Regions from separate parts of the Mus musculus genome. Here regions 1, 2, 3, 4, 6 and 7 are each linked to region 5. Evidence: chromatin contacts called from public HiChIP or PLAC-seq, Micro-C and promoter capture Hi-C data. All regions are on one chromosome and are shown on one strand. Each heading gives the region's core, a stretch centred on a gene start, on an enhancer-like site or on the middle of the called end of the contact. The rest is flanking DNA. Distances are from core to core; before and after follow the strand shown. Region 1 holds the start of Rai1 (retinoic acid induced 1). Region 2 holds the start of Wnt9a (wingless-type MMTV integration site family, member 9A). Region 3 overlaps Tom1l2 (target of myb1-like 2 (chicken)). Region 4 overlaps Rai1 (retinoic acid induced 1). Region 5 holds the start of Flcn (folliculin). Region 6 holds the start of Snap47 (synaptosomal-associated protein, 47). Region 7 holds the start of Zkscan17 (zinc finger with KRAB and SCAN domains 17).

Region 1 (2,837 bases), core at 248-2,747, 290 kb after region 5:
ATGCTCAGAAACCAGGTCTGGAGTCACAGTTGAAAGCAGGCCTGAAACAACACAGTGCCCACTTGCCCTCCTCTCCGCTTATAATTTGTGTTTCCCGCCAGGCAGTAAGGAGGACCTAGGGTGGGTCTCGGCTTTGTCAGTATAAGTGAAGGACCTTCATAGATGTGGTGGGCTAGGAGAGAAGCAGTCAGGATGTATAGGATGAGGCAGAAGGGGTGAAGTGTCTGTTACAAGAAGACAAAGGTGCTGAACTTAGCACAACGCTCACACTCCTGATGAAGAAACAGGACTGAAAGGGTGACTGACTCACTTGTGTCAAGTCACCTGGGGACTTGGGTGCTTTGACCTGATGAATGGCTCAGACTTCGACGAAGCAGGTAACTCATGCCACCCTGAGGAGGGGAGCAGAAGCCTTGGGGTAGCCACGGCTCATGGGGCTGTCTATAAGTTAATCGGTTCATTTACAAATCCATTCAAAATTCTTTTACTTAAAATCTGTTGGTGGCTTACTTCCCACAGCACTAAGGAGGCTGCCTTTAGGCTCTTTGTAGTCCTACAGGCCCTGACCTTGGATTAAAATTCAGCATGCTTTTTTTTTTTTTTTTTGGTTTTCCGAGACAGGGTTTCTCAGTGTAGCCCTGGCTGTCCTGGAACTCACTCTGTAGACCAGGCTGGCCTGGAACTCAGACATCCGCCTGCCTCTGCCTCCCAAGTGCTGGGATTAAAGGCGTGTGCCACCACTGCCTGGCTAACATGCCCACTTCTTATCCCATTGGGTATGTATGGCCTCCTTACACTTGTGCTTATTCATCAAGAGCACTCCTGCCTCGGGGCACCCACACTTGTCTTTTCCTCTCAAAGAATGCTCTTCCATGCGCTGCTGGTGCAGGCTCCTTCCTGCTCTTCAGCGATTTGTTCAGACAGGCCTTCTCTCACTCGCAGCTAAATCCATCACTGCACCTGCTGATTTTCTTCCTAGCACTTATTTCGCTCTAAAATTATCTTCGTTATGGACCTGATCATTGTTGGCTGTCTGAGTCTCCCCTACACAATGCCAGCTCCTTGACAGGCAGGAACCGCACTGCTTCGGTACCCAACAAGGTGCCACATGTGCCGTGACTACATTTTTTACATCTAACTTGAGGAAATTTGAAACGGATTCTCCAACCAAAGAAACAGTCACAGGTGAGGGCCACATGGTGGTGGAATGAGCGGGGGACGGGGAGAGGCCTGGCCCAAGTCTAAGTCCAAAATCCTCAGCGAGTGATGAGCAGACCATGTCCTGTGGCTGTCCCCAGGCCTTTCTCGCCGGGCTGCACCTTCAGGCCCTCTGCCAAGCCCCTGCCCCCAGACAGACATGGGGCGTGCAGTGGGGCGCGCGGGCGCCAGGGGGCGCTGTCGGGGCGCGAACGGCCCACCTGGCACCCGAGGCCACGAGCGAGAGCTGCCTGGCCGCCCGGGAACTTTTTTCCTCGCGCTCTCGCTCTCCTGCTCCCCCCGCACGTCGCCCGCCCGCCCGCCGCTCTTCCTGTGTGGAGGGGATCGCATTTCTCTCGGGCTCCCGCGGGCATCAGGCAGGCCCGGCAGGGTGCGCGGTCAGGGCCCGCTACGCGCGCCGCCGGCTCCCGGCGCCCCGGTGCCACCCCCGCTCGCGCCTGGGCTCGGACAGGCCGCTTGCAGAGCCAGGCGGTGGTGGCGGTGGTGGCGGCGGTGGCCAGGGTAGCTGGCTGCCTTGTCGAGGTCCGAGGAAGGGGCCCCGCGGCCCACCCTCTTTCCCGCCCGGGCGGCCGTCGTGCCGGACACCCATGGGCGCGCGGGCCTCCGGGCCGCGAAGTCGCAGCGCCGGACGCCGGGCCCCGGAGTGACCGCGGGCTCCGAGGTGAGCGGGGAGCCCGGCGCGGGGACAAGGACCTGGGCGGGGGCGGCGCGAGGCGTGGGGACCCAGCGGGCAGGGGTCCGGGCGGGGGCCGAGCGCGCGTGGGGCGCGGACGCGGGGTCGCGCGGCCTGGCTTTGTGTGGCGCCGGCGTGAGGCCGCTGGTGGCCGTGTAGGAGCTGCATGAGGGGATTCTGGAGAGTCGGTGGCCCGCCGGGCGCCGGTGCTGGGACCTGAGGCCCAGTGTCACCGAGTGTGGGGCGGGGACGTGGGGCGGTGCAGCGAGGGCCCGAGGGAGCTTTGTGAGTGCGTTCTGGGTGGGGACGGGGAGCCGGAGGCTCGGGGTGTAGCCTGCTCCCGGGTGTCCGGACTGCGAGGGCCGCTCGTGGTGACACAGGACGCGGCGGTCGCCGCGTGTCCCCGCCTGGGCCTGTGCGCAGGCCCCGCACTGACCAGGAAACGGTCCCCGCGACCCAGGAGTCCCTTCGTGGCCAGGCCCTGGGCGCACGGGCCTTTTGGGGTGACGCCACCGGCTGGAGCCCGGGACACGCGAGCTTGGTGCCCTTCCGAAAGCGGCGCGGCGGCCAGGCCCGTGGGCCCTTTCGAGGCCGAGTCCCACGCCTTTTGGAGGCAAGAAGACCTGTGGGGGGGGGATACTGGGCCGAGCGCGGCAGGGGCGAGGGCTTGGCAGGGCTGGGAGGTGACATTTGGAGCTCTGGTCACAACTGGAGGCCTTCAAGGAGGAGCAGAGGGGAAGCGAAACACAAGGCAGGCTCCAGGTCGCGGCGGCCCCAGTTTCCCGGGGCGCCCGTTTTTCCCAGCGACCAGCTAGCTAGCTCCTCTTGGGGCTCCCGGTCGCTCATTCACACAGCAGGGCGGGAGTGCAGCCAGGAGCTGTGCCTGCGTCCCGGGAACCCAGGACCTGAGGACTCTGAATGGATTAAACCCGAGCGTCTTACGCTC
Region 2 (3,074 bases), core at 413-2,912, 500 kb before region 5:
CAACACACACACCACCCCCATGCTGCCATGGCTGGAGCTGCCTTCTGGGTTCATTTTGATGCAGAAGCACCATTGGATGGCGATGTGGGGTGTAGGTGGGTTCCCAGCAATGGGGAGCGATACGAGTCCCCCTGACCGTGTAGTTAAATGGGCCTCTGATGGGGAAACCAAGGCTCGGAGAGGAAGTGATGGGCTCTCCCGACCCCTCACTCAGCCACACACCCACCACATATGGAAGCTTTTCAGTCAGGACAGGGTATATTCACTTGGGTGGTCCACACCCACAGGAGTAACCTGCTTGGCTCTGACCAGTGCGGAGGCTGATGTGATTTTTTTTTTTTCACTCATTTCCTCCTCTGCTTTCCTTTGGAGCCGTGACAGGTGGCTGAGCAGTTGCTGTGCACGGCTAGACAACTCAGCCTCCCAGAGGAGCTCAAAACCCTCAGACTTGGAGGTCTCCCATCCAGAATCAGCCCCTCTAAGTTGAGAAGGCGGTGGCTGGTAAGGAGGTTTGCCTTCCAGGGTGTGGAGCTTGCCCCTGTAAGCCCAGGTCAGGGAGGCACGCTAGTGTTGGAGGTCCCTGGGTTTTGTTAGCTTGGCTCTGGTGTGTGTGTGTGTGTGTGTGTCACTGTCTTGCACAGAAAGTGCGTCTCCAGCACGGAAGGTTGACACGCGGTGGGCATGTGTCAGGATCCAATCACTCGGTCCTATTCTCCAGCACTTTGAATGGTCCCTGAATAAGCCGCCCCTCCCCCAATGTCAGGGGACTCTTAAGCAGTCTATTGGGTGCCCTGGGCAATTGTGTTTCTCTGCGTGTTAGTTAAGGTTTGACTTATAGACAATTCAGTCCACGAAGATGAGTCACAGCTCTGGGCTTTCACACAGACCAGTCACCATCCTGGCCAGCGGTCCCCTTCATCTTCCACCCTGTTTGGGGTATGAGGTCCCTGAGTGTCAGTGATATCTGCAGCTAGTAGTCCAGAAGTCCCTGAGGACCATATTGTCCCATCCTCAGGTCCAAGTCGGCCACAGCACCGGCTCTGCAGAAATGCCTTTTTGGTCTCCCTTGGAGAGGTCGCCTTTCCATTCCTCCAGCTACAGCACCCCAACTTTCAGCAGTGGCTCCCTCTTGGCAACATTGGCCCGCGAGTGGATTCGCGTCCCCCCACGCTCCCGCTCTGTAATCCAGTGGCTAACGTCGCTCCCAAGCCACCCAGTCACTATCCCCTCAAGCACAGTCGTCCAAGTTTCTCGGCTCTTGGATGTCTTTCCCGGCGGCCAACACCCGGTCCCTAACTGTCAGGAGACACCCCGGAGCTCGCACTTGTGTCCTGGCTGCAGACACCTAGCCCCGGGGTCTAACCCTGCTCTGTCTCTCAGTCCCGCCCCATCGCTCCTTCTGGCTCCGTTACTCGACCGGGGTTCCCACCGCGCCACGTGCCCAGCCCTCCCCACAGCGCGCCCCAGGCCCGCCCCGCGAGCCGAGCAGCTCGGCGGCCGCGGCGGCGGCGGCGGGCGCGCAGCTCGGATTTCGGCCCGCCCCCGGCGCCGGCGTGACCCCTCCTCCGGGGCGCGGGCGGGCCGAGCCCAGCTGGCCGGCGCCCCGCCCCGCGGCCGCGGCTGCGGACGCTATAAGAGGGCGGCGGTCGCGGCGCGCCCTGCGCGGAGCCCGGAGCGCGATGGTCTGCCGCCGCGGCGCGGCAAGATGCTGGATGGGTCCCTTCTGGCGCGCTGGCTGGCCGCGGCCTTCGGGCTGACGCTGCTGCTCGCCGCGCTGCGCCCTTCGGCCGCCTACTTCGGGTAGGTGCCCGCGGCGGGCGGCCGCGCGAGGGCGGGCGAGGGCGGCGGGGCCGGACGGGGGCATCGAGCCCGGGGTAGCACTCGCCAGGTGCTCGGCGGGGTACACGGGTGGCTTGGAGTCGTTAGTTGGCAGCGAGCGCGCCTCTCGGTCCGCAGGTCGTTGCCCGCCGTGCGCCCTAGAGGTAGAGGGGCCGGTGTCCCCGACGGGCTTGCGCGGGGCCGCGGTCCACGGTGACTCCCGAGTCGCCGCCGCCGCCTTAGGCCGCGGTGTTCCTGCCAAAAGGCTGGAGCCTCCCTGGCCCCTGCCCACTACCCCCCTTCTCTCCTGGAAAAGTTAATTTAACAACAACAAAAAAACACGTACAAAATCCAGATGTTCCTTGCACTGAGCCCCAAAGGGGAGAAAAAAAACCCTCCAAGCTGGAGAAATTTATTTTTCTTGCGCTTTTTTCTGGCGCTCGCCCGAGCCTGGCCCCGACCTCGGCCCTCGGGAACACGTCTGGGAGACCTGACCCCGGGGGGTAAACGCCGCCGCTGTCCCGCGGGGTCGCCGCCCGCACTCGCCTGTCTATGCGTTAGCAGTTTTGCCGCGTTCTTGGGCGCGTCTCTTCACCTTTGGTTCCTTTCGTCCCTCCCTCTCTACTCGCTTTCCCAGGTTTGGGATGCCTGAACCCAGCGATCTTTAGAGGGACACCCACTGCACTTTGAGTTCTCCAAGGTCCTGGGTGGCACCACGCATGGCAGCGCCCCAGCTTTCTCTGCCCTCCCTGCTTATCACCCTTCTTTCCCCCTCTGGGAGACCTGGGTTAGCCCCTCGGGTCGCAACCCTGGTCCTGGGTGATCTGGACTGCGTCTTGGGCCGCCGCCCTTCGCCGGTCACCTGTTCCCTCGCCCCTGGCTTCAGTGGCCGCTCGCAGCGGTGTGGCCGGCAGAGGGCCCCGTTGGTCTAGGAATCTGGCACCCGCCAGGGCAGGGAGAGGCGGCTGGGCTGAGGAACCCTGCAGGTGTATCCTGTTCTCAAAGAAAATAAAATATTTTCATGGGAAATTTTCCCTTTGTGTTTTTCTTTCTCCTCCTTTCTCCTCCGTCTGTCCATTTCTTCTGGGTTGTCTTCCAGGGTCAGTTCCATGTCTCGGTTCCCAGGGTCTCCCCACCCTGGCTCCCCTGGTCCGACCCCTGGGCCTTGGCCTGGCACGCCCCTGCACGCCATCTGTGCAGCCCTAAGCCTCACCCGCGGGCAAGAGGGAGGGCTGAGGATGGCCGTCTGGCCACAG
Region 3 (3,027 bases), core at 462-2,961, 500 kb after region 5:
GAACCTAATATGTACTTTACTGTTCATTTATTAATCCATGATATATGAATGACTGTAAGCCAGGTGTTGTGGCACACATCTTTAACCCCAACACTGGGAAGGCAGAAGCAGGAGAAAGTTCAAGGCCAGCCAGGTCTACAGAGTGAGTTCCAGGACAGCCAGGACTACACAGAGAAACAAGATTTAATTAATTAATTAAAAATCTATCACTCCTCAATGGCCGGTCAGGTCTAATATGAACACTGTGCGTACTAATTACGGGCTCTATGCTTTCTACACTTTTAAAGACTACAATTACCCTACTTACCTTACCTGGATAAGACTTATAATCATTTCTAAGTCATTTCTAACCCAAGAAAACCTATGGAGAAAATGAAATTTCAATACATTTTTGTTTCAAAAGTAGAAAGGAAAACCAAGAACTCATGAGAACAGGCAGCACTCATTCCCAGGTCAGCCAGGGCAGTGATGCGGTCCCTGGACAGTGCTAGCAGCCTATTATACGGAGACAGGACCTTCCACTTTAGAGGATCCCTTCAGAAACGGTTTGACTATGCTGAGCAGCTAGGTTTCCTTGGGTAAGGAAGTGAGGAGGTATATATTTTGGAACAAGATAGGTCCAGAGTCAAACCTCACTTAGGGGTTACTGGGATACTGGGCACAAGGGGTGCACCTCAGTAGCAGCATGCATGCCTGGCATCCCAGGACCCTGGGTTTCACCCTAAGCCCTTTACTCCAAGCATACACACGTATGTGTGCATTGACCTGGATATAGGCATGGAGCTTTATTCCCTTGATTCAGTATCTCATCTGTAAAATGGGACTCACAATATTAACAAGGATGAAAATGATTCTGCCATTTCCTTGTATACCAGAATCGCCTGCAGAGTTTGTTTAAAATGTAGATATGTGCATCCTGAGCCCAAAGATTCTATTTCAGTGCATCTGATGTGGGGCACAGAAATCTGTGGGGATTTAAATTATTTTTCATTTTTAATTACACAATATGTAAATATATTTCTCCCTTGTAAAATATTAAAACATTACCTTATCAGTTATGATTGCATTCAGCTGCAAGCAATTAAAAACCAACATTTGCTTAAGCAGATGGGGGTTTATTTTTCTCGTGGAACAAGAAGAAATCTTGAAGCAGGTAGCATGAAGGTACAGTGACTTGAGAACTATGTGACTGTCATCATCTACTTGAGGTTACAAGACAGTGGCTGCTACCTGAAAGCCCATGAAACAGGAAGGGAGAGGGTACAAAGGCTGGGGAGTGTCCACTTATGAAGGAGTGCTCCCCTAGGAGTCTTCAGCTTACAGGCCAGAGTTTATAGGTGGCCACTCCTAGCTACAAGGGAGCCAGAGAAGGTAGTATCTTAGCTGGGCAAAGCCACTCCAAACAGAACCAAGGTTCTATCAGTGCACTGGTTAGGGCCTGACACACACTAGAGCCACCTGGGTTGAAGGAGTCTTAACTGAGGTTGCCCCCATCACAACTGACCTGTGGGCATTCTGTGGTACACGTCTCTGGGACATTTTCTTGATTGCTAATTAATATGAGAGGGCCCAGCCCACTAGGGCAGTGCTACATATAAAAAGAACAGCTGAGCAAGCCAGAGGAAGCAAGCCAGTAAGTAGCCTTCCTCTGTGGTCTCTGCAGTAGAAAGAAAACTAGGGCGGTATGGAATAAATGAGGAACAGTAACTGGGTACCTGCTGAGCAGTTTCACTTTCATTACAGAGAAAGGCTACATTCTCTATGGTGCGCCCTCTCCATCAATCCTGGCTTCGTGCACATTTTAAAGAAACTCTTCAGGAGATTCTGGTGCCCCCTTAAGCAGCTTTTTGGGAATTACTGGCAAACTTACACAGAGGTTTCTACATGCCTTGAGAGTTCAGCTCAGTGCAGCTGCAATTCGAAGTAACTCATGAATATTTACTCTGATCTTCTTTCCCTTCTCTAGAAAACTTAACCTGTTGTTACAGCCACACCTCACGGAGGGCTGGCTGCAGATGGGAGACAATAATGGGATGTGGGAAATTATCAGCTCGTTTTAGAAATCAAAACCCAGGGATGTGCCCTGGGCCCAAAAACATGAGGCTGATGGGGACAACAGCATCACCCACAAGGTGACTGACCCCCTACCTAGAACACAAGGGTCACTGTGCGGATGACGACTGAGTCAGGGACAGGGAAGTGGTGAAGCCAGAGCAGGCAGCTGTGCGTGGAAATAAAAAATAGTTCACAGAGTTTAACATGTGAAAGGTATACCTGTGCAGACGAAACCTGTGCAGACGAAACGCCCTCCTCCCACCCCCCCGGGAAGGCAACCCCACAACCTCTAAAACCTTAGGCTAAAACAGGCAACTTACGCCTGGCTCTTTCTTTTACTTAAGAAAAAAAAAGATTATTTTATTTTATTTTTATGTGTATGTATATATAACTACTGTATGTATGTGTACCATGTGCATGCCTGGTGCCCATGGAGGCCAGAAAAGGAGTACTGGGTCCCCTGGGTCACAGACGGTTGTGAGCTGCCATGTGAGTGCTAGGGACAGAACCTAGGTCCCCTGGAAGAACAATGAACACTCTCAACCCTGAGCCATCTCTCCAGTCATCTGTTTTGGTTTGGGTGTATGAGGAGGGGCAATTTCTAACAAAAAGACGATTTCTTTGATCGATACACAGGCATCTGTAAGCTTAGCTATAGGGATCCCAGGTAGGAAGATTATTTGAGCAAAGAACCAGAGACGAACTAGGAAAGGTAATAAAACTTCATCTCAAAAGAGATAAAACTTTCATTTTAAGATATATCCGTAATTTTAAATTTTATTTTATTATTTTATGTGTATGGATTTTTCCCTACTCAGATGTCTGTGTAGCATGCGCATGCAGTACCCAAGGAGGCCAGAAGAGGGTATCGAATCCACTGGAACTGAGTTACATAGAGCTGTGAGCTGCTCTGTTGATTCTGGGAATCAGACCCAGGACCTCTGGGAGCCATCACTCCAGCACCCATTTTAT
Region 4 (2,907 bases), core at 232-2,731, 370 kb after region 5:
CTCCGTTCCAATTACCCTAAGTAGAGACTGAATGCGCAATTAACGGAGTCAGCTTGCCAACTGGAAAGCTGTCCCCGCTTTCACGTTGAGCGGAATACTCCACCAGCTGACTTGGACGAAGCAATTTCCTCTGCTCTCCCCTTTCTCTCTCCTCCAGCCCCTTCTCTTTTTCTCTCTCCTTAATAATAAAATTATACCAAGCAGTTTGCGGTGTGGCAGGCGGCCAGAAAAGCGTTTCTTTAAACGCCGCCGTCTCACAATTAGGCAGCAAGAGGATTTGACACGCCGAGGCGGCCTGACAGGCGGCTTCCTCCCCTGGGGGCGGGTGCAGGAGGGGCTTCAGTGCCCTGCTCCCCCATATGGAACCCGCACTGAGAAGGGGCCAGGGCTGCACCTCCTGGGCTGTCAGCTTGCTGCAGTGAGAAGCCCTTGGGGCAGGCAGCAGGGGAGGTTCTACCCAGACTCCTGGAAGCAGCAAGATCTTTCCCTGCTGGGCTATACAGTAGGAAAGCCATGTTCTCTGTTTCTGTGTGACAGAGAGGCATTTGGGGCACGTAACTGCTGAGCCTGGTGGACAACTTACTGACTCTCTCTCTGGATTTTCATTGATTTCTTCGGGTTTGGGATTGGAGTGTTGAGGGAGAATGTGCCCAGTTCCTGGGGCTGGTTGCTTTTCCATGCCAAGCTGTCTTCCGAGGAGGTTGCAGACAGGACTGTCTGTGATGAGCCAGAGACCCTCTGCTGCTACCACTGCGAGAGCAGACCTAGAGTCCCCATGAGCACACAGGAAGAGCTGCTTTGAAAGCACCTGGGTACCCAGACCACTGGCTCTAGCAGCCAAACTCAGAACTGGACCACGGTAGGTAGGTAGGCAGTAGCCACTGTAGGAGGGAGTTTGTTCTGGAAGCTTCCAGAGGGCAGCCACTTGCTTCCTTCATCATTTTCCCTCTTCCTGCCCCTGGGTGGCCTTCAGCGACGCCTTGGCAGTTCACTGCGACTTAAGCTACACACATCCCCTGGAGCCTCAGCTCTGCGCTCTGCTTGCTCTCCACCTGGACGCTTGGCTGAGCCAAGCTGGGCTCAAGAGTCAGTGGACACCAACAGGAAAGGCTGCAGGAAAGAGTGCAGGTCCTAGTTAGATAGTTTTTGTTCTGCCCACCAACTCCCTCACCCACTCATGAAACTGCTCTGTGGCCTTCACCCTCTGAGGCTGTGATAAAGAATAAATACTGTGATAAGCACAAAGCCAGTAGTGTCCCTCTGTCCCACTTGGTCACCATCAGAGCAATTTTTATAGGGGCAACTCTGGGGCCAGAGTAGGGCTTTGGAGCTTAAGAGCAAACACTGAAGTCCCTACCTTCAGGCTCTTATCCTTAGGAGGCAGCTCATTGTACCATTAATTATGTAATTACTGCTGTCATGAACCCCACATGGGAGCTTGGCAGGGGTCCCAGGAGGGGGGAGGGGTGGGGCCTTACCTATCTCTTGTGGAATGTTACAGGGCACCTCCTACACCACCTCTACAAGCTGAGCTCATGCCACACTCCTACCTCTAGCTCTTGAGCTCTTTCCTGCACCCAGGCCTCTCACCTTTTACTTCAGGGTTTGCCTGGGCCATGATGCTACCTACCTACCAAGGCCTGCTGCTCTGGAGCCAGAGAACATCTAGGTACTCCTTGTTGCATTGAATACCCAAGTCCCCAGCCCAAGAAGCTAAGAGCTAAAGTGCATGGGTGTGTGTGTGTCCACTTTGTCAGTCTTTGACACCTGGGGCTGATGGTCAAGTGACAACCCACAGATGGTCCTTTTGAACTTTGCCCTGCTTTAAATAACAACAATAAAAACCCTTGAGACTTGGTTGCTAACTTTTTTTTTTGGTCTGTGTGTGTGTGTGTGTGTGTGTGTGTGTGTGTGTGTGTGTAAGGACAACTTCCAGGAGCTAGTGCTCCCTACTGTGGGTTTCAGGGATGGAAGTTGATCACTAAGCCATTATATCTTGCCAGCCCTGGTAACATTTTTTGCAAATGAAAAACATCCCTACTGTACATTTCTGACCTGTAACCTCTTAAAGCAAAGGCTGCCCTGCTCTGGCTCCTTCTCCCCCCACTTTGCTTGGGACCAGTGTGTACAGCTGCCTCCAACCCCCATCTGACTACAGACCTCCGAAGTAGACTCTTCGTCCGTCCTTAAGAACAGGTCTGTGTTTAATGTATGAAGCAGACCTGTGGCCCTACCTAGTTTATGCCTCTCAGTCCGCCCAAATACCTTGTATCTTATCAGCTGACTTCTTAGTCTGGATTTAGTTTCACAGGGTTAATGTGACATTTGGAGCATGATTCATTTAATAAATATTTATTGTTCTGGGCAATGGGGACATGGCTATGAATAAAATAGGCAAAAATCCCTGCTCTTATGGAACTTTTTTCATTCGAGAGGAGACTGGTAATGAGGCCAAAAGGTAAGTGCTTTGAAGAACTAGAAGGAAGCACAAGGGGTGTCATTTTAAATACAATGATAACAGGGACACAGTAGAGTTGCATGGGTGTCTGGGAATGGTTTTCCTAGCAAAAGGGACAACTGGCACAGGCCTTGAGGCCCATGGAGGTGAAAGACTTGCCCAAGGTCAAAAGCCTAGTGGCATTTAGACAGCCTGCTACTAGCTTGACACTTCTTTTCTGCTTCTTCAACAAGTAAGGTAAGCCCTGGTCCTTCTGGGAGCATGGAGTGGAGAGGACAAGCTGTCCTGATGAGTTCGGCTTTCTGTAAGGATAGCACTACTGGGGCTTGGAGTGTGGACCAACCCAAGCAGCCTGGGAACCCCTGTGAGCTCCCTCTAGCCAGACCCCGATCTTTAGACCCTGCCCGTGGGTGGCACCAGTGAGGGTAGGCTAGCCTGAGCTGGACATG
Region 5 (2,800 bases), core at 19-2,518:
CCTAACCACCCTTTCCTAGTAACCTTTCGAGCTGAAGACAGTCTCCTCAGCGTCATACTTTGAGAGGCAGGCTGTGCATGTACGAGATTTGCTCCCGCTGTCTGAACCACAAGCCTGGCAAACGAGACCCACACCATCCTTCCCTGGTGTGCCCTAGTTTTTCCTCATCTCTATTTCTTGTCTTCTCACAGCACCAGGCCACTAAGAGTGCCTTGTAGGCAAACAAGGGGTTACAAGGATCTCCACGGAAGTCAGCAGGAGCTGTAACTGTCTCCCACAGGAAACTCACTGATCCCCCTACTACACTAGCTAGTATAGAGTGGGTAAGAAACTCAGCAGGGAACTTTATCTCCAACTTAGAACCACTCCCCTCTCTACTACTGCCAACTTCAGCAGGACTTCCTTTAAAGAGCACCCAGTCACTTGACACTAGCAGAGCAAACACTGTCACGTGCCATGTCCTCTCTACTGTTTAATGACAACTATGATAGCTCGGCACTGCCAGCAATACACTAGCTGTAGTCTTTCTCTCTGCCGGACACCATGGGTGGTACCAGGCTTCCCCACCCCCACCCCCGAGAAATGGAAATTCACCCTATACTTGCAGTAGGTCCTCCTGGCCCCCTACTGTTATGGGCCACTTGTGACCTCAACGGCGATCCACTGGCTAATCCCAGGGCTAACCATTTCTTCCAACGCATGAGGACGAGTTACCCTGTTAAGAGTGGAGAGAAATGAGGTGTCTTGCCTGCCCTGTCCTCAGACGGCCATCCTGCTAGAAAACGGAGGTTGACTGGCAGGGCGACGTCCCCAACAGTATTCAGTCAAACTAAAGCAATTACCCCAAACGGGGGGTGGAACCTGCCACCTCCCTCTCCCAGGTGTTTACCATCCGCGCTTTCCATTCAGCCCTATGGCCCAACACCAACCCAGCTGGGGCGCTTGCCGCCGTCTCCCGGATGCTGGGCCGGAACCCGCTCGCAACTGTCCTGGGGCTGTCGCCACTGTTCTGCCCCTCGGCAAGTGCTAGCCCGTTCCGCAGGCCCTTGCACTGAGCCTTAGCGCGTGACCCAGCCGGACCGAACCATCCGCAGGCCGGCAGAGGGCAGGCAACGCCAGTGACTAGCCGGAGCGAGCAGCGTTGCGTCCCCCGCAGGCGACTAGGATGTGCGGAGCCTTGCTGTGTCACGTAATGCTCCTCCAGGCAAGGAATCCAAGCCCCTCGGCCACGCGCGCCCCTCGGCGCGGCAAGTCGCCCCGCGGAAAAGCGTAGATGGTTCCGGCCGCCGAGAGAAGCCATTCTGCAGGGGTGACGTCAAAACTGACATTTCAAAAAAGTCAGAGAGAATTAGTCAGTCCATGCCCTGTCCCTACCGAAGAGGAAAGATTTGCGGAAAATTTCCTCTGGATTCTGGGAGTTCTTGGGACTCCACTCCCTGCCTGTAAAGTTGCAGATCAGAGAAACCGTCTCCCCTTCGAGAGAAGTGGAAGGTACGGACAGGTCCTGGGAGGGAGGAGGGTACAGAGCGAAGCAGGACCACGCATGTGCACGGCTCAGTCTTGCCCTGAGCCGGCCCTATCTTTGCAAACTAGCTTTCAAAACAGTTCGTGGATTGTGGGGTTGTTTTCTCTAAGCCCTGGGTTTGATTTCCCGTTTGGGGATGAGGGATGGAATATTATTTAGCTACTTAAAAATTAATTTTAAGCCGGTCAGTGGTGGCGCACGCCTTTAATCCCAGCACTTGGGAGGCAGAGGCAGGCGGATGGATTTCTGAATTCCAGGCCAGCCTGGTCTAAAGAATGAGTTCCAGGACAGCCAGGGCTACACAGAGAAACCCTGTAAAACCAAAAAGAAAGAAAGAAAAGAAAAAAAAAGGATTTTAAGGGCTGGAGAGATGGTTCAGCGGTTAAGAGCATTAACTGCTCTTCCAGAGGTCCTGAGTTCAATTCCAAACAACCACATGGTGGCTCACAACCATCTATAATGGGATCCAATGCTCTCTTCTGGTGTGCATGAAGAGAGTGACAGTGTACTCACATTTTAAAAATAATAAAAAAAAATACATCTTTTTTTAAATGAATTTTAAAGCTATTAGTGCATACCATGGGCCCTTGAAGACAGATGAGAACAGAGCTCTGGGCTTGAGCCTGTAACTAACGCTGCCAGCTGTACACAGCGGCCAGCGCTGCCAGCCTCCGCTGTGTACACGAGGACGCCCAGAATGTGGTTATCCGGAAGTGGGAAGCTTCAGATGAGTAGAAGTTGATGAGTTGGTATCTGTTTGTTTTTCAAATCACGGGGATCGGATTCCTTTCTCTCTATTTCAGCTTTCGTGTTTTGTTGGAAGAGGGAGCAGGAGGAAAAAAAATATGCAAACTTGTGTTCTATAACTTTGTTTACTGCCTGGTAAAGATTAAGGAGTGCAGGGTGGAGTTATGGTGTTAGGTATTGTCTTGTGTGTGTTTATTTTTACCAATCCGATTATTCCTGATACTGTGAGTCATCTCCTGTCCTCCACGAGGCTCTTCCCTACCCTTCTCCAAGACTAGAGCAAGCAGACAGCAGAAGAAGAAAGCAGATACCTGACAACTAGGGGTTAACAAACTTAAGCAGGATAAAACAGCTTTAAGCAGACTGCCACTCAGGATATAAGTGAAACCAGTTGCAACTCCCCACAGCGATGTTAGGAAGAACCAGGTCAGCTCTGACTATGGCTCTGAGAACCAGGATCCTGTATTGCGACCAGAGGATTTGGGCAGCCAACCAAAAGCAGTCACTACAGAGAGAGTCTGGAGGTCA
Region 6 (2,883 bases), core at 96-2,595, 360 kb before region 5:
GTCCTCCTTGGTTTGGAGTTCCCCTAGAAGCTCGTATTACTCAGAAAACCACCAACTTCTAAGAAGAACCAGCCCTCACCTCCCTAAGCACATAGGATCCTCTGAATGGGTCTTCTAGGGATGCTGTGGACATGACTGATGAGACACTGACCACTGATGACCCACTCAACCTTTAGCCCTAGAAGCTGAGGGCTGGGTTCAAAGTCCCCACCCTCTGATCCTACTCAGGTCTTTCAGTGAGCCATTCCATCTGGAATCTACCCTACTGGCTGTTGGATGGTGTTGGACTCATTAGCATGCAAAATGGCATTTATCAACTCAACCTGTCCAGGAATTTTAAGAATTGTAGGCCAATTGTAGGAGGAGATTTTAAAAAATCTAAAATGGTGTTTCCAAATATAACATGCTGCCAATGCAGGAAAAGAGGGAAGAGAGGGAGGGGGTAACAGGGATAAAATGTATAAACACATGCATACCTGGAAAAAACTGGCTCAATACCAGAGTTAGTGATTACACGTGAATGGAATTCTGGGTGCGTTGGGGTTTTATTGTTGTTGTTATTGTAACCTGGCTTTTTTTCTTTTGGAGCTAAGTCATGATTTGTGGTTCATTTTGGCTTAGAACCTCGGAACCTTTCCGTTTCAGCATCCCCAATACTGGGATTATAGGCGTGCACCACGAGTCCTGGCATCGATGTTTCTCGTCACTTGAATTTCTCTATGAGCTGTCATCTCTACCATGACCTAGCCGCAACACAGCTCCAGACAAGCGTCACGATAAAGGCCACAACAGGCGAGTTTGGCCAAACAACCCTCCTCCGCCTCGTTTCTATCCTTCCCCTCTTCCCAATGCATACATACCTCTCTACCTGAACCTCAGCATCTCCCCCCCCCCGCCCCCCAAAAAAGCTCATTTTCTCCTTTTAATTTTTCCTCGTTCTATTTCTAAGGAAACATCACAATCCTTTAAAAGGTTCCTCCACAATCTATCCAAGACACTCGGGAACATCACCCCCACCCCCCACCCCGCCGCCCAACCCCGCCGCCCCACCCCCACCCGCCGCCCCACCCCCACCCCGCCGCCCCACCCCCCGCGGATCCTGACCGCCCGCTCTGCGCCCCAGCATCCTCTCAGGACCCAGTCATCCTTTGAGGTTTGAGACTGATGTTCATCTCCTGTGTCGGTGGCGGGCTCCGGTACTGGCTAGCTGCGCGGTAGCAGCTCACCTGAGGCAAGAGGAGCACGCAGAAGACGCAATGGCACGCTCCACTGGACCACCAGACAGAGACGCCAGCAGCTGGGGAGCAGGTCAGCCACTCGGCGAGCGCTTGTACGCCTGCGCGAGAGGGCGGGGCCGCGTAGGCGCGCACGCGCACACCCTGGGAGCCCCAAGGCCCGCGTTCCTGCTGGAATGTCGCACCTGTGGCTTTTCGTTCCGGGCTCTTTCTCTGTGGTTACCACTCCGAGCTGATTTTAGGGGGTTTCTCAGCCTCCGGTCCCTATTTGGGGTGTAGCGAGAAGCCGGACTGGGCCTCTGGGGTCAGGTTTCCCGGTGGATGGATCGGGAGACACGCACCTTTGCCGAGCGGTACTACCGGGACCTCCGAGACCCAGTCCCTAGCGGCGGTGGCGGCCCCACACCCAGCGGCGTGACCTTCATTCAGACCCCGAACGCCTTCTCCTATGCTGACTTCGTGAAGGGCTTCCTGCTGCCTAACCTGCCCTGCGTGTTTTCTAGCGCCTTCACCGAGGGCTGGGGCAGCAGGCGGCGCTGGGTGACCTCGGAGGGAAAGCCTGACTTCGAGTATCTGCAGCAGAAGTATGGTAGGAGGGCGCAGACGGGAGGTATAGACCCCGGCATGGGAGGGCGGCCGGGGCCGGACAGACTAGTGGAGTCTGGATAATTCGGCCAGAGGGTGGCCGGACCCCAAGATGGTGAACTACGTGTATGACTCTGCCATTTCTGTGCTGACTCTCTCGCTGCAGGAGACGCGGTTGTACCGGTTGCCAACTGTGGAGTGCGAGAATACAATTCAAACCCCAAGGAGCACATGTCCTTCCGCGACTATATCAGTTACTGGAAGGACTACATCCAAGGGAGTTACTCCTCTTCGCGGGGCTGCCTCTACCTCAAGGACTGGCATCTGTGCAGGTAATAAGACAGGACGGCGCATGGCCATTGGGCACTTACCCTAAGCAGCTAGTGCAGCCAGTCCAGGTGGAGCACGCCCACTGCACTCAGAGGGGCTACCTCTACAGCAGAGTTCTAATGTGTATCACAGAACTGATGCGAAGATGTGGGGAGATCAACATAGCGAGCCAGGTAGACTATTATGGGGAAGGTAAGTCTTTCGTACATCTTGTATGGGTACAGGCGGCCTGGTGTCTCCTTCCTCTTCTGTATTTTTGAGCTGGTATCTCAGATCCTCTGGGGCTGTCCTCTCTGCAACCCCACTGAGAGGACGCTTGTTCCTTCTACGATTGCTCTGGGGATTCTTGCCATCCCCTGGGCCATTCTAAGCTCTCTAAAGGGACAAGTGACCTTTCCGCAACCACTCTTGTCCCACTTTGGAAACCCCTTTACTCTTTAAAGACACATTCAATACTCTCCCTTATCAGCTTCCACTTTTCTCACACAGCATCTTGTGACAGCTTTACTTAGGAGATTTTTGACGTCTTGCTGGAGCAAGAATGCATTGCAGTCAGTAGAAACTACTTCAAAATTTGAATTATGGTGTCTTCCCAGGCTAGCTATATATGGTCTGTTCATCTCCCACCCTTCTCTCTCAATGATGGACAGGGTCAAGAAGCCATAACCTCCATCTAAACCCCCGGATCTACTAAAATGATCACACCTTTACAGTGTGCTCTGTTGCTGTGCTA
Region 7 (3,056 bases), core at 513-3,012, 300 kb before region 5:
CTGAGCCTATCCCTTGTTTTCTCCAGATTCTCCTTAAGGCAGTGGTACACATAGTGACATTGTGGCCCTTCCTGGTCATGAGAGAGGAGGCAGTCACCGCCAGGCTTTCAGCCCGACTATCACATACACAATCCAGCAAACACACCAGGGGCACAGTATATCACGGTCTCTCCACTTGACCCACACTTTGGAACACTCGGAGAAAAGGTAAACGGAGTCACCGAGTTGGGCTCTCGGGATTCCGGAAAAGCCCAGGCAGGGCCGCTCACTGCCTGGCCCTTTACACCCTCACCTGGAAGAGACTCCCAGCGGGGCAGCACCACTTTGCTGGAAGACAAGCGATACCAGAAAGCCACCAAGCAACCGAATAACAACCTGGAACCTCAACTTTTCTGTATTCCTCTGATTGCCGAAGTAAAGGCAGACACCCGACGCGAGCTTCTGAAAGCAACAGGCTGTGAACCTCGACTACTCTCACGTCTTACTCCCGTATTAAGAACCCAATCCGGGCCCCGCCCGCTCTCTCCTGCTTCCTCCGCCCACTGTCTCCCACCTGCTGGGCCCTGAATGGCTCAGGTCTACACTTAGGATAGTGTGTCCAGGGTCCCACCCTCAGCACCCGGTTCTGCTGGGGGACTGCTCTCAAAGAGCCCTAGGCCAGACAAGCGTGTGCCTCTTTGTCACTCTGGCACCTGGCGCGCAGGAGCCTCGGGAGCGGAAGCTTTATGAATGAACTACCGTTAGGGAGGGGAGGGCTCCCGCAGGGGCGGGGCTTGCCCAAAGCAGTTATTGAAGGCGCAGGATCCCAGGGAAGGAATGAAGAGCAGGAGGAGGAGGAAGAGGAGGGTGTTTTAGGCCAGGAGAACTATGGGGTTTCTGTCGCTTCCACTCTTTCAGATTTGCTGGCTCTTTCCTTCGAAGCCCGGGACAGCAGGCGAGCAGATCCTCACCTTCCAGCTCGGTCTCTCTGGTGTTTTGGCAGAGGCGGCTCCAATGCATGGGCCAGACTCGGTCCCTGGCCAGGCCAACCCTGTCTCGGGATCCTCTAGAATGCATCAGCTGGGCTTGGGAGCGAAGGGAGACGCCTGGAAGAGAATTGTATTGCTTCATCCCCGAGGGCACCTATGAGGACGCGGCTCTGGGAGCAGGGATCTGGGCCCGGACGCGGGAAGAGGAGAACAGGGAGCAGGACCCAGGCGCGGGCTGGGGATCAGAGCGCGGGAAGTGGGGAGCGGGTTCCGGGTTCAGACAGCGGGGCATGGGAAGCCGGGCCACAGTATACTCACCGCTGCGCAGCGTCCCGGTTGGCGGGCCGCGTAGGCCGGGCCGCCGCGGAAAGGAAAGGCCGGAGCCCTCCGGCTCCCTCCCCTGGGACACTTCCTGCACCGCTCTAGGACCGAGGAGGTCTCCTCATCTCAGTGGTTCGCTTCCCCGCCTCCTGGCCGAGGTGTACGCGGGGGGGTGACATCCGACACCCCCGGCCCGCCTGGACCGCCCCGCCCCGCCCCGCTCCGTGCTCTCCCGGCCTGGGCCCGGGGCCCGGGCTTTAGCTTTGTGGGCCTTCCTAGCGGGCTCGGGATGCGCGCGCGCGCCCCGGCGGGACCCGGGCGCTGGGGGCCAGTTCGCGCGGCCACCAGCCAGGGAGGCCGGCTTGGGGCTTTGCTCTTCTCTGCTCCTCTTGTGTGGGCGCAGGGAAGGGCTGGTCTGGCGGCGCTGGCGAAATGCCAGAATTGGGAGGAGGAGGGATGAGGTGTAAGGGGATCTCCCAGTGACCATTTGCATCCCGTGTGTGCTGTTGTGCCCCAATCCCTTCCAGCCGCAATTCCATTTCAAAGCCAACGCTGCCAGAGCCACCCAAATCGGTAGGACTGGAGAAATGCAGACCCAGCGATCCACGGTGCTCGCCGAAGCAGCGGCCCGCGGCTTCGTGGCATGGAGATGATCTACGATTTCTCTGTTTAAGGAAGACTGTAGCACTCTGGGTCCCTCTGAGCACCAGGATAGTCCTGGTGAGTACGGAGAGAGAAGGTTGCCAATCCTGAGAGTATGAGTTGGGGAGCTTGTCGCTGGCTTAATGCATAAACACAGGACAGAGTGACTTAAGTCACGGAGAGTGAGAGGTGACCAAGAACTAGGGCATTGGAACCTATTCCTGCCTCATCTACCCTGTGTTGAGTAGAGTCCAAATCCTCCCTCAGTTCCCTCGGGCTGGACAATGGAGCCGGACTGTCAAAGGGAGGAAGCAAAGAAAAATCTGCCTAGAAGTGAGCTACTGTGCTGATTTTTTTTCCCCTTTCTGGTTCTCTTTCGAAGGTACATGGTAGGAAGTCACCCTTAAAGAAGGTGGTTTGATAGAGACACCCCACCACCGGCAGACTTCGTGCTTCCGTTTCCTTCTAATAATTGGGACTGGGACAATCTCTTCCGACTAGTAGGTATGGAGTTAAGGGTCGAGGTTTTGGGACATTAGGAGGTGAGTCAAGTGGATGATTGTTCCCCAAGTGCAGAAGAACGCTGAGCAAGCAAGGGTCACCCAAGGCTGGGACTTAAGGCTCACAGAGAGCAATAGGAGCCACCTAGACTTACAAATCCATGCCAATCCCTTTTCAAAAACACCAGCCAGGAAGCACAGCCTGGAATGACCAAAGACCCCGTTGGGGAGTCAAGCCTAGTGATTAGTCCAGTTGTGTATCCCGAAGGGCTGCTGTTTAGGCTCCTGCCTGGTGGCTGCTCAATACTTGGATTCCTCAGAGGCGCACTTATTGGAGCCCTCACGCAGGTAAAATGCAGCGCCAGGAGGTGGCTGATACATGGGATTTTTCTCCCCCCACAAACACTTTCCCTTTAGTTTCTCCCCCTGAGCTCACAACTCTCAGGATTTAGGTCCCCTCTCGCTGTTCAGAAGCCGCCAATGACTCCTAATATGCCTTCTTTCTGTGTTTCTTCTGCATAGAACCTGGAATAGGGACTAATAGACTGGAATCGGAGCACCTGTGTTAAATCACACCCATCAAGGCGCAGTCAGGTGATCTAAGGCCTGCGTGACCTCTCTGTGC

What was found. Promoter capture Hi-C pulls out the DNA fragments that hold promoters and counts their contacts. A called contact is a pair of places that touch in the nucleus more often than the background predicts. HiChIP or PLAC-seq counts read pairs in DNA pulled down with a chosen protein or histone mark. Capture Hi-C pulls out chosen DNA fragments and counts their contacts.
Region 1: a contact with region 5 is called in a promoter capture Hi-C map of liver. The contact joins the promoter of Rai1 here to the promoter of Flcn in region 5. A contact is called at or near these places in 9 of 39 promoter capture datasets (the C10 cell line, erythroid cells, frontonasal cranial neural crest and 5 more), 2 of 484 Hi-C or Micro-C datasets (CD8 T cells and embryonic stem cells), 7 of 115 datasets of contacts at active chromatin or transcription factors (effector CD8 T cells, embryonic stem cells, extraembryonic endoderm stem cells and 3 more) and 1 of 9 other capture datasets (liver).
Region 2: a contact with region 5 is called in a Micro-C map of embryonic stem cells, with 3 times the contacts expected there. The contact joins the promoter of Wnt9a here to the promoter of Flcn in region 5. A contact is called at or near these places in 5 of 39 promoter capture datasets (cranial neural crest, hippocampal neurons, liver and 2 more), 1 of 484 Hi-C or Micro-C datasets (embryonic stem cells), 2 of 115 datasets of contacts at active chromatin or transcription factors (extraembryonic endoderm stem cells and large pre-B cells) and 1 of 9 other capture datasets (macrophages).
Region 3: a contact with region 5 is called in an H3K4me3 HiChIP or PLAC-seq map of pro-B cells, with 6 times the contacts expected there. The contact joins the enhancer-like site here to the promoter of Flcn in region 5. A contact is called at or near these places in 5 of 115 datasets of contacts at active chromatin or transcription factors (bone marrow-derived macrophages, embryonic stem cells, large pre-B cells and 2 more) and 1 of 9 other capture datasets (adipose tissue).
Region 4: a contact with region 5 is called in a FOXA1 HiChIP or PLAC-seq map of pancreatic cancer cells. The contact joins the enhancer-like site here to the promoter of Flcn in region 5. A contact is called at or near these places in 2 of 39 promoter capture datasets (both in embryonic stem cells), 2 of 484 Hi-C or Micro-C datasets (both in embryonic stem cells) and 4 of 115 datasets of contacts at active chromatin or transcription factors (embryonic stem cells, extraembryonic endoderm stem cells and pancreatic cancer cells).
Region 6: a contact with region 5 is called in a promoter capture Hi-C map of embryonic stem cells. The contact joins the promoter of Snap47 here to the promoter of Flcn in region 5. A contact is called at or near these places in 11 of 39 promoter capture datasets (the 3T3-L1 cell line, 3T3-L1-derived adipocytes, the HPC-7 cell line and 8 more).
Region 7: a contact with region 5 is called in an H3K27ac HiChIP or PLAC-seq map of extraembryonic endoderm stem cells. The contact joins the promoter of Zkscan17 here to the promoter of Flcn in region 5. A contact is called at or near these places in 3 of 39 promoter capture datasets (the SN4741 cell line, embryonic stem cells and macrophages), 7 of 484 Hi-C or Micro-C datasets (bone marrow-derived macrophages, embryonic stem cells, forebrain and 3 more), 13 of 115 datasets of contacts at active chromatin or transcription factors (acute myeloid leukemia, cardiomyocytes, embryonic hindbrain and 8 more) and 2 of 9 other capture datasets (macrophages and pancreatic islet).

The regions. Positions count from the first base shown.
Region 1 is chr11:60,103,516-60,106,352 of GRCm38.p6, forward strand. It overlaps Rai1 (retinoic acid induced 1), which reads left to right and starts at 1,498. Exons shown (of 6, transcript NM_009021.2): 1 at 1,498-1,879.
Region 2 is chr11:59,305,268-59,308,341 of GRCm38.p6, forward strand. Wnt9a (wingless-type MMTV integration site family, member 9A) reads left to right here and starts at 1,663. Exons shown (of 4, transcript NM_139298.2): 1 at 1,663-1,800. The coding sequence starts at 1,706.
Region 3 is chr11:60,304,105-60,307,131 of GRCm38.p6, forward strand. The region is part of intron 1 of Tom1l2 (target of myb1-like 2 (chicken)); the gene reads right to left. Among named protein-coding and RNA genes, the nearest start is that of Gm38501, 47 kb to the left of the region's middle. Within about 2 kb of position 1,712, at least 95 of the 459 cell types and tissues checked have an H3K27ac peak or open chromatin away from gene starts, as enhancers often do. A contact at or near this core is called in adipose tissue, bone marrow-derived macrophages and pro-B cells, where this site is marked.
Region 4 is chr11:60,177,225-60,180,131 of GRCm38.p6, forward strand. The region is part of intron 2 of Rai1 (retinoic acid induced 1); the gene reads left to right. Among named protein-coding and RNA genes, the nearest start is that of Mir6921, 22 kb to the right of the region's middle. Within about 2 kb of position 1,482, at least 17 of the 459 cell types and tissues checked have an H3K27ac peak or open chromatin away from gene starts, as enhancers often do. A contact at or near this core is called in pancreatic cancer cells, where this site is marked.
Region 5 is chr11:59,808,771-59,811,570 of GRCm38.p6, forward strand. It overlaps Flcn (folliculin), which reads right to left and starts at 1,269. Exons shown (of 13, transcript NM_146018.2): 1 at 890-1,269. It overlaps Gm16062 (predicted gene 16062), which reads left to right and starts at 1,310. Exons shown (of 2, transcript NR_045686.1): 1 at 1,310-1,491.
Region 6 is chr11:59,448,689-59,451,571 of GRCm38.p6, forward strand. Snap47 (synaptosomal-associated protein, 47) reads right to left here and starts at 1,346. Exons shown (of 5, transcript NM_144521.3): 1 at 1,227-1,346. It overlaps Jmjd4 (jumonji domain containing 4), which reads left to right and starts at 1,357. Exons shown (of 6, transcript NM_178659.6): 1 at 1,357-1,824; 2 at 1,987-2,152. The coding sequence starts at 1,557.
Region 7 is chr11:59,504,878-59,507,933 of GRCm38.p6, forward strand. Zkscan17 (zinc finger with KRAB and SCAN domains 17) reads right to left here and starts at 1,763. Exons shown (of 10, transcript NM_172941.4): 1 at 1,287-1,763; 2 at 951-1,085. It overlaps 4933439C10Rik (RIKEN cDNA 4933439C10 gene), which reads left to right and starts at 776. Exons shown (of 5, transcript NR_015585.3): 1 at 776-2,009; 2 at 2,314-2,435; 3 at 2,954-3,056.